Linked DNA regions of Gossypium hirsutum: region 2 is linked to region 1. A link is a contact called in public Hi-C data. All regions are on one chromosome and are shown on one strand. Each heading gives the region's core, a stretch centred on a gene start, on an enhancer-like site or on the middle of the called end of the contact. The rest is flanking DNA. Distances are from core to core; before and after follow the strand shown.

Region 1 (3,494 bases), core at 988-3,487:
CCTCCTCCTTTTAATGATTAAACCATTTAATTATTGTAATTTAATTATGACTAAATTTTACAATTTAATCTTTTTTATTTAATTAACTATCTAAATATTAAAATTTCTTAACAAAATTTTAATAAAACTCGATTTATAAAAACGAGGTCTTGATACATTATTTTCTAAAATCACTTACTTTAAAGTTATACCACTTGAACCTAATTATTAATTCAAATAGCATAAATTGTCAATTTAAAAATTAATTTAATACCATATTTGACTCGTAAATATTAAATAATAATATTTACGAATTTACTCGTTGAATTTGTTGCCCCAAAATCAATTTCTGATACTATTGAAAAACGAGTTGTTACAAACCTTCCGACACTATTGAAAAACGAGTTGTTACAAACCTTCCAACCTTATATTTCATTATTTATTTTATATTTTTTTCGAACATACAACTGTGTTTTAAATAATTAGTTTCCACACACATACATGGTAAAAAATTTCTAGTATATTACAAAAGAAAAATTACTTTTAATTCTTTACATGTTGCACCTATTATTTATGAGTTCTTTTTAATTTATCCGGGGAAAGGAAAGAGGGAAAGAAAGCCAATGAATGAGAAAAAAAAATGAAAATTGCGAGAGAAAAGATAGAAAAGATATCTTTGTGTTAGTTATTTTTAATATTACATATTTATTATTATAAAATTAACATATATATAAATATGAGTTTTAAGATATTTTTGAATGGATAATAATATTCTTTATTTTTATCATATTATTGAATTGATATTTAAAATAATTATAATATTTAATTAAAATTATTAGTTGATTTAAAATAAAAATTATGATAATTATACATTTAAAAATAATTTTAATTTAATAAAATACTATAATTACACATTAAAAAATTAGTATAATTCAATTTAAAATTATTATTTTAAATTTTTTTTGTTATAAACAAGTTATTACTAATTTTAAAATAAAATTATTAATTAAATGAAAATTTACGGATAAAATATAATAAAAAGTTGCGATAATTATAACTACCATTATAATTTTTAATGATTTGTTACAAATAATTATAAATTAATTTTGAAATTATTATAATTATTTATTTTTTAAAAAAAATTATGCTAATTTTATTTAAAAGTAGTGAAACAGCAATTCTAAATTCTTCCAAGAGCATTTTGGTCATATTACCCAAGGACAATTTTTTTTTCTACAAATAGAAACCTTAGTCATTAGAAAAAGATAAGAGGATGCCAGTCATAAGGGTTGAATTTAGATTTAAATTCCCCTTTTATTTTCTTTTTCTTTATTTTGCCTTCTCTTATAAATGGTTTAGGCTTTGTTCTTTTCCTTTTTAAATAACATGTAAATATATTAAATTCTGAAGTATTAAGGAATTATATTCTGACATTCAAGATTTAAAAAAATCTTTGTGATTTGATTATGTAGCTTACAAATTCCATTTCCATTTCTTGTTATCTCATGTTAATTCTTTTTGTATTTTATATTCTAACTCTTCAATTCTATTATGGGCCAAAAACTTATTATCGATGGGATTTGCCTAAATGAGTTCAGTTCTCAATATACAACATTCACGTAGATTTGTGTATTCTTTTTTTTGGGGGGGGGGTTAATTACCGGAGTGAGCTTAGCTCCATTGATCGGATTGACGCCCAGGTTGTGTTATTCCTAAGTGAAAATTAGAAGATGAATCCATAGATTAGCTCAAATCCGTAAATTTAGAGCCTAACAAGACTCGAGAGCACTAGGTGCTAACTCGGATTACCAGTGATAATAAGTAGACAACGGCTTAAATATTTTTGTTGCCTCATCCTGTTAACCAAAGCATTTCCCTAACCACTAACTTTTTCACATTTAAGTTCCCTTCAAGTTAACAGAGTTGCCCATCTAATAGCGACTGAAGGTCTTAAAAATAGAGTTTTTACTTATCTGTTGAACCGAGTTCCTCCTGGGGCTGAGGCTGTGGCGGATGAGGAGAGGAGATGGACGGAGCGCCAGAGGGAGTTGAGGGGACGGAGGTTTGAAGAGGAAGTGGGAGGAGTTTTGCAGTAAGCTTTACTTTTTGGATTTCTCAAGAAGAAAAGTGGGAAGGAAGTCGGTGAATATTAATTGCTGTTGACTGATGGAAGAAACGATTGATATGAATGAAGTTTGCTTTTCCCAGGCGATGGCGTTATCTTCAAGAGGGGTGTTGTTGATGCCAGCTGAGACGTAATGGTCTCCAGAGTTTTCCACTGCCGTTGATTTTGTTGGGTCTTTATTTGTGTGGGCTGCTTTCTTGGGCTGTGTTTTATTGTTTTTCTGCTTTCGGTTTATTTTTCTGTTTCTTTGTTTATTTTCTGAAAGGGTTTTATTGTTTTGGACTTGGTTTGTTTGATTGTTTGGGTTTGAGCTATAGATCCAGTATTTATTCAAAAAGTTCCCTTCAAGTTATTCACTTTTATGCATTTATTTTTCTGCTTTTTATAGTATCTATTAAAATCAGCACTCATTCAATTAGTTGTTTAAGTTGGTATCTAAACTCCATTACCCTAACATCTATTATTTCGATTGATTTATACGACTTTTTATTCCTTTTGAGTTCAATACTCATATATTACTTTGATTTGTGCACTTTTGGATCATCACAATATGTCTCATTTTTAAAATCTAAAAATTCTTATTTATTTTAAGCCACTCCAATTATTGTGATAAAATTTTTTAACATTGTTATCAATAAAATAAGTAAAATTACATGAATTGTTCATGTTAATTTTTTTTAATGAAACAAAAATTTATTTTCAGAAACGCAACTTATTAATTAAATGAGTGTGTATCAAATAAAAATAATAATAATTTATTTTATGGGTTAGCATTTGATATACTGAAAGTGTGCTTTTTTATTTCACAAACAGTCTTAAAAATTTGTAATATCCTTTTTTAAATATTTATTTTGTTAATATTTTATTATATCTCTATAACACTTGTTAATCCTTTGACATTACTTGTTGAATCTAAAAATTGCACTTAAATATTATTGCTTACTTTATACACTGGTTGCCTATTTCATTACTTTAGTTAGGTTAGACGTTTTAGTGACAATAAAAAAGGACGAAATGTGGCGTGGGATGGTGTATCCGGAGGGCCACGATAAATGTGGTTGGCGGTGGTTTACTGATGGACGCTTTTCAGTAGCTGCTGCTCATAGACCATTACCAATAGCGAAATGGATGCCAAAGGATAATGGTAGGTCGGCGGTAGTAAGACACTTCCTCTGGATCTTACTAAACGAGAGGTTACTTTCTAATAGCGAAATATGAGAAAAGGGGTTAGAGACTAATTCGCATGTTGTCCAGGATTGTCCCACGGCTTGGTCAGTATGGGCAAGGATAGTTCCACTGGATGACCAAGCGACATTCTTCATAACTTCAGTCAAGGATTGGGTGTGTGAAAATCTCGCAAATGGTAATATTGGTGGGGTCGAGTGGCACA
Region 2 (3,879 bases), core at 1,376-3,875, 510 kb before region 1:
AGTGAGATTTTTTTTATTTCAAAGTGTCAAACTAGTGAATGTAACAGAAGAATTGCAATAGTGTTAACAATTGGACTTGAATTTCGAAATCTAAAAAGTAGAGAGACTAAATTCTTTGAAATAAAAGTAGAGGGGGTAAATTCCAAATGTATGAAGATTATAGGGATTTGGGGTATATTTTAACCGAATATAGGGTACCTCTTCCAAACTTCATTCAGATGCTTGTATTATTGTTGTTATGATTACTATTATTTTTTTTTGGGGAGGGGGTAAAGGAGGTCAAAATAGTTCACAATGTTAAACACCAGTTCCATGGTGATAGGATTCCTCAGTTAAATTATCATGAAATTTAGTATACGATGATGTTTTGAATTGAAGTAGATAGTTTTAATTATTAAATGTTCAAATGCAATCTCTATTATGCAGTTTCGAAATTCTTCATGCTCGTTGGGCTATGCTTGCTGCCCTTGGTGTTGTGGTTCCTGAAATATTAGATCTGCTTGGAATCTCTCACTTTGCTGAGCCTGTTTGGTGGCGGGTGGGCTATTCGAAACTTCAGGTTGTTAATCTGTACCGGTTCATTAACTATCTTTCACAGATAATCTGGAATGTCTAAATCTTATTTAATCTTAGGTAGTTCCCTTGGTTGCGACTTTATTGTCAAATTTTTAGTGCTAAAGGAGGTTTCTAGTTAATGCATAATCTGCTACTTTAAGAAGATATATGTTGCAAGGCTTTTCCTATATTCTAATATGTTTCATATACCGATTACCGTTTTAAAATATATGAAATTTTCATTGCTACATTTTTTTTGGTATGTGTAGAGATTCACTGCAACTTAGACTGTAGGAAATAGTCATTTTTCTTCTCAAAAAGATCACTTCAACCTATCCTAGAATCCAAACTTGAGAAATCTAAGTTGAAGTTTCAAATTTGGTTACTTTGAAAAAAACAACATATCAACATATCCGTTAAATGTGCTTGTTGATTTTTGTGAGGGAGAAACACTGGACTACCTTGGCATCCCGGGTCTACACTTAGCTGGAGGGCAAGGAGTGATTATCATTGCTATCTGCCAGGCCCTCTTGATGGTAGTATCTTTTTAGCAATCTCATTGTTCTGATCCCTTTCCTTCATAAATATCATTTATGCAATAGTTGGGAAAAGAGAGACTGTTAAGGATTGTGCAATTTTATTTTTATTTTCATTTACACTTAAGGTGTGCTTGGTTGGGTGGAAATGTCGAAAGAAAACAAATTTTGAGTGTGTTTAGTTGGAAAGAAAGGTGAGAAAAAGGAAATAGGAGAGATGATTATTTTTCATTCTAATGTATAAAAACCAATTCTTTCTAATGTATAAAAACCAATTCTTTCATATTGGAATGATGAGAGGAGAGAAAATAAGAGAGAGATGTGAATGTTAGTTTAAACTTATGCATTTTTTAAATGTTTTATTTTTTTCCATTTCATTTTTCAAGTCTACTAAGCAAATGACGGAAGGAAAATTACTTTGTTGATTCTATTTTTTCATCTTTCCTACCAAGTACATCTATGGAAAGAAAAATTATATTTTTGATCTTTTTATTTTCCTACCCTTCAATTTTTTATCTTTCTAATTTTTTTTCCGCTCTACCAAGCAAAGATTTAATGTTTCAATAATTGGAGGTTTTGTTGGTTACTATTTGATTGCAATATAGGTTGGACCAGAGTATGCAAGATATTGCGGGATAGAGGCATTGGAGCCTCTGGGGATTTACTTGCCAGGCGATATTAATTACCCGGGAGGAGTTTTATTTGACCCATTGAAGCTGTCAAAAGACCCAGTAGCTTTTGAGGAGCTGAAGGTGAAGGAGATTAAAAATGGGAGGCTAGCCATGGTTGCTTGGTTAGGCTTTTATTTCCAAGCAGCTTTGACAGGTAAAGGTCCAGTTCAGAACCTAGTTGAGCACCTCTCTGATCCATTTCATAATAACCTATTTTCCCTTCTTAATTCCATGTCAAATACATAATTCTCAATACAGAATCATAGATATAAATACTTTGTAAACCACTTTTTAGTTTTATCTTACTATATATGTATGTAAATGACTATTACTTTCTTTCTAAATTTGACATGGTTTTGTATCTAGGGATGGTAGAGATGGGATTTTTTTATTTATTGTTTTAATAAGTTACAAATGCAATTATAATAGTCTACCCAAACGTGGACAGTTATAATCAATTATTAAAATGAACTAACTGATTAATAATCAAAATATATTTGAAAATAAAAATTAACAAATAAAAAAAATTGAAAAGAATTTATTACATGATAAGATTTGAATTTCAAAATTTTAAAGTTTTTGTGTATTTTTCCTATTAAACTAAGGTATTATTGGCAATGTCAATGATTTTTAATCACAAGCATTTGAATTAATTTAAAATTATTATTCGAATAATTAAAATTAAATTTTAATTTCACCTAACTTTTTAAGTTTATTTTTTGAATGAATATAGTTGGAATGAATATAGTTGGATTTATTGGAAAACAAAGCCCAAAACAAAATAATCCAAAATACATAGAAAGGCCGAAAGATTCGACCCAGACCCAGTAAAATCATTACCTGAGGCAACATAAGTTAAATCCCATTAACCTACAAACTCTTCATTTTCCCGAAATCCCCTTTCCTCTTCATTTTCCCGAAAACCTACAACTTCAGCAAAAACAGAACTAGAACGACTCCCATTACAAGATAGCCCACTCCTTGGATGGTCTCTTTCCACCATCTCCACTGCGTAATCAGGTACTCTTCCATTTTCGTTTCTACGTTCTCCATTTCTTAAACCTTTTGCCAACAGATTTGCCACTTCATTTTTCATTTCTTTGCCATATAGAAACTTGCATATCTAGAAATCCTGACTTAACTGTAAACAGTCTTTAATGATAGCACCGATCTCCAATTTATCTTCCTCTTTCATTTGTAGTTTTTTTTTTATTACTGATAGAGCATCCCCCTTTACCTCTATAGCCATAACCCCCAAATCCATCCCCATTTGAAGCCTTTGAACACATGCAATAGCCTCTGGAACAAAAATCGAAGGAGAACCCACATTTTAATAACCCTAGACCCCTTTGAATCCCGTACAACGATCCCAAAGCAAGACCTATGTTCCTCCTTATTGTTGCGATATCAAAGTTGATTTTCACAAAGGGAATCTCTGGTGGTTTCCACCTCCCTACCTCCCTCGGTTTGACAAGTAAGTATATCTTCAGCCCGTCCAATTCACTCAAATAGTTTCTTACAAAATCTGCTGTTTCTAATGCCGTTATTTTTTTTTCTCTTATGCACCCATCTGTTTCTTGTTGGTCATATCGCCCACAATCCGAAAACAAAAATACGACACTGATTCAAGGAATTATTTTCAAACAACCAGGTAATCCAACTCAAAAAATCCTTAGAGAAATCCTTTTGTCGCCCATATACTCTTCCAAGTAAAAGAAGGTAGATTCCTCAACCTTGCTTTTAAGAAGTACGTCGTTGGATGGTATTTAGGTTTTAACGTACAAGCAAGTAAAGAATTTGGAAACGTAACTAACCTCCAACCTTGTTTTGCAAGGAACAATAAATTACATTGACGTAATGCCAAAAATAGCCCCTAATGTTTGGCTGTTTGGTCACTTTGGCCTTTTATTTTTTTTGGAGCATTTTTAACACTTAGGCTCCGTTTGGTAATTTGTAAAAGCTTTTCCGTAAAAGCTTTTCAGGTTTTTCTGGTGTTTGGTTGGGTGAAAATAATTTCCTACGGTAAAATATTTTACATAAGTTGGGAGAATGGGGTCTTTTTTTAGGAAAATGTCTTACCCTTTTGAATTTGGTAAGACATTTTCCGGAAAAACACA

Evidence for each region. A called contact is a pair of places that touch in the nucleus more often than the background predicts.
Region 2: a Hi-C map of leaf shows a contact between it and region 1, with 2.8 times the contacts expected there. The contact joins the promoter of LOC107951819 here to the enhancer-like site in region 1. A contact is called at or near these places in 8 of 34 Hi-C or Micro-C datasets (callus, leaf and petal).

The regions. Positions count from the first base shown.
Region 1 is chrA02:72,398,349-72,401,842 of Gossypium_hirsutum_v2.1, reverse strand. No RefSeq gene overlaps it. Among protein-coding and RNA genes, the nearest start is that of LOC107939238, 70 kb to the left of the region's middle. Within about 2 kb of position 2,237, at least 9 of the 9 cell types and tissues checked have an H3K27ac peak or open chromatin away from gene starts, as enhancers often do. A contact at or near this core is called in leaf, where this site is marked.
Region 2 is chrA02:72,904,200-72,908,078 of Gossypium_hirsutum_v2.1, reverse strand. It overlaps LOC107951819 (probable protein phosphatase 2C 4), which reads left to right and starts at 2,625. Exons shown (of 6, transcript XM_041087185.1): 1 at 2,625-2,782; 2 at 3,008-3,413. It overlaps LOC107952373 (chlorophyll a-b binding protein 7, chloroplastic), which reads left to right. Exons shown (of 9, transcript XM_041087136.1): 7 at 427-559; 8 at 999-1,091; 9 at 1,697-2,123. The coding sequence ends at 2,008.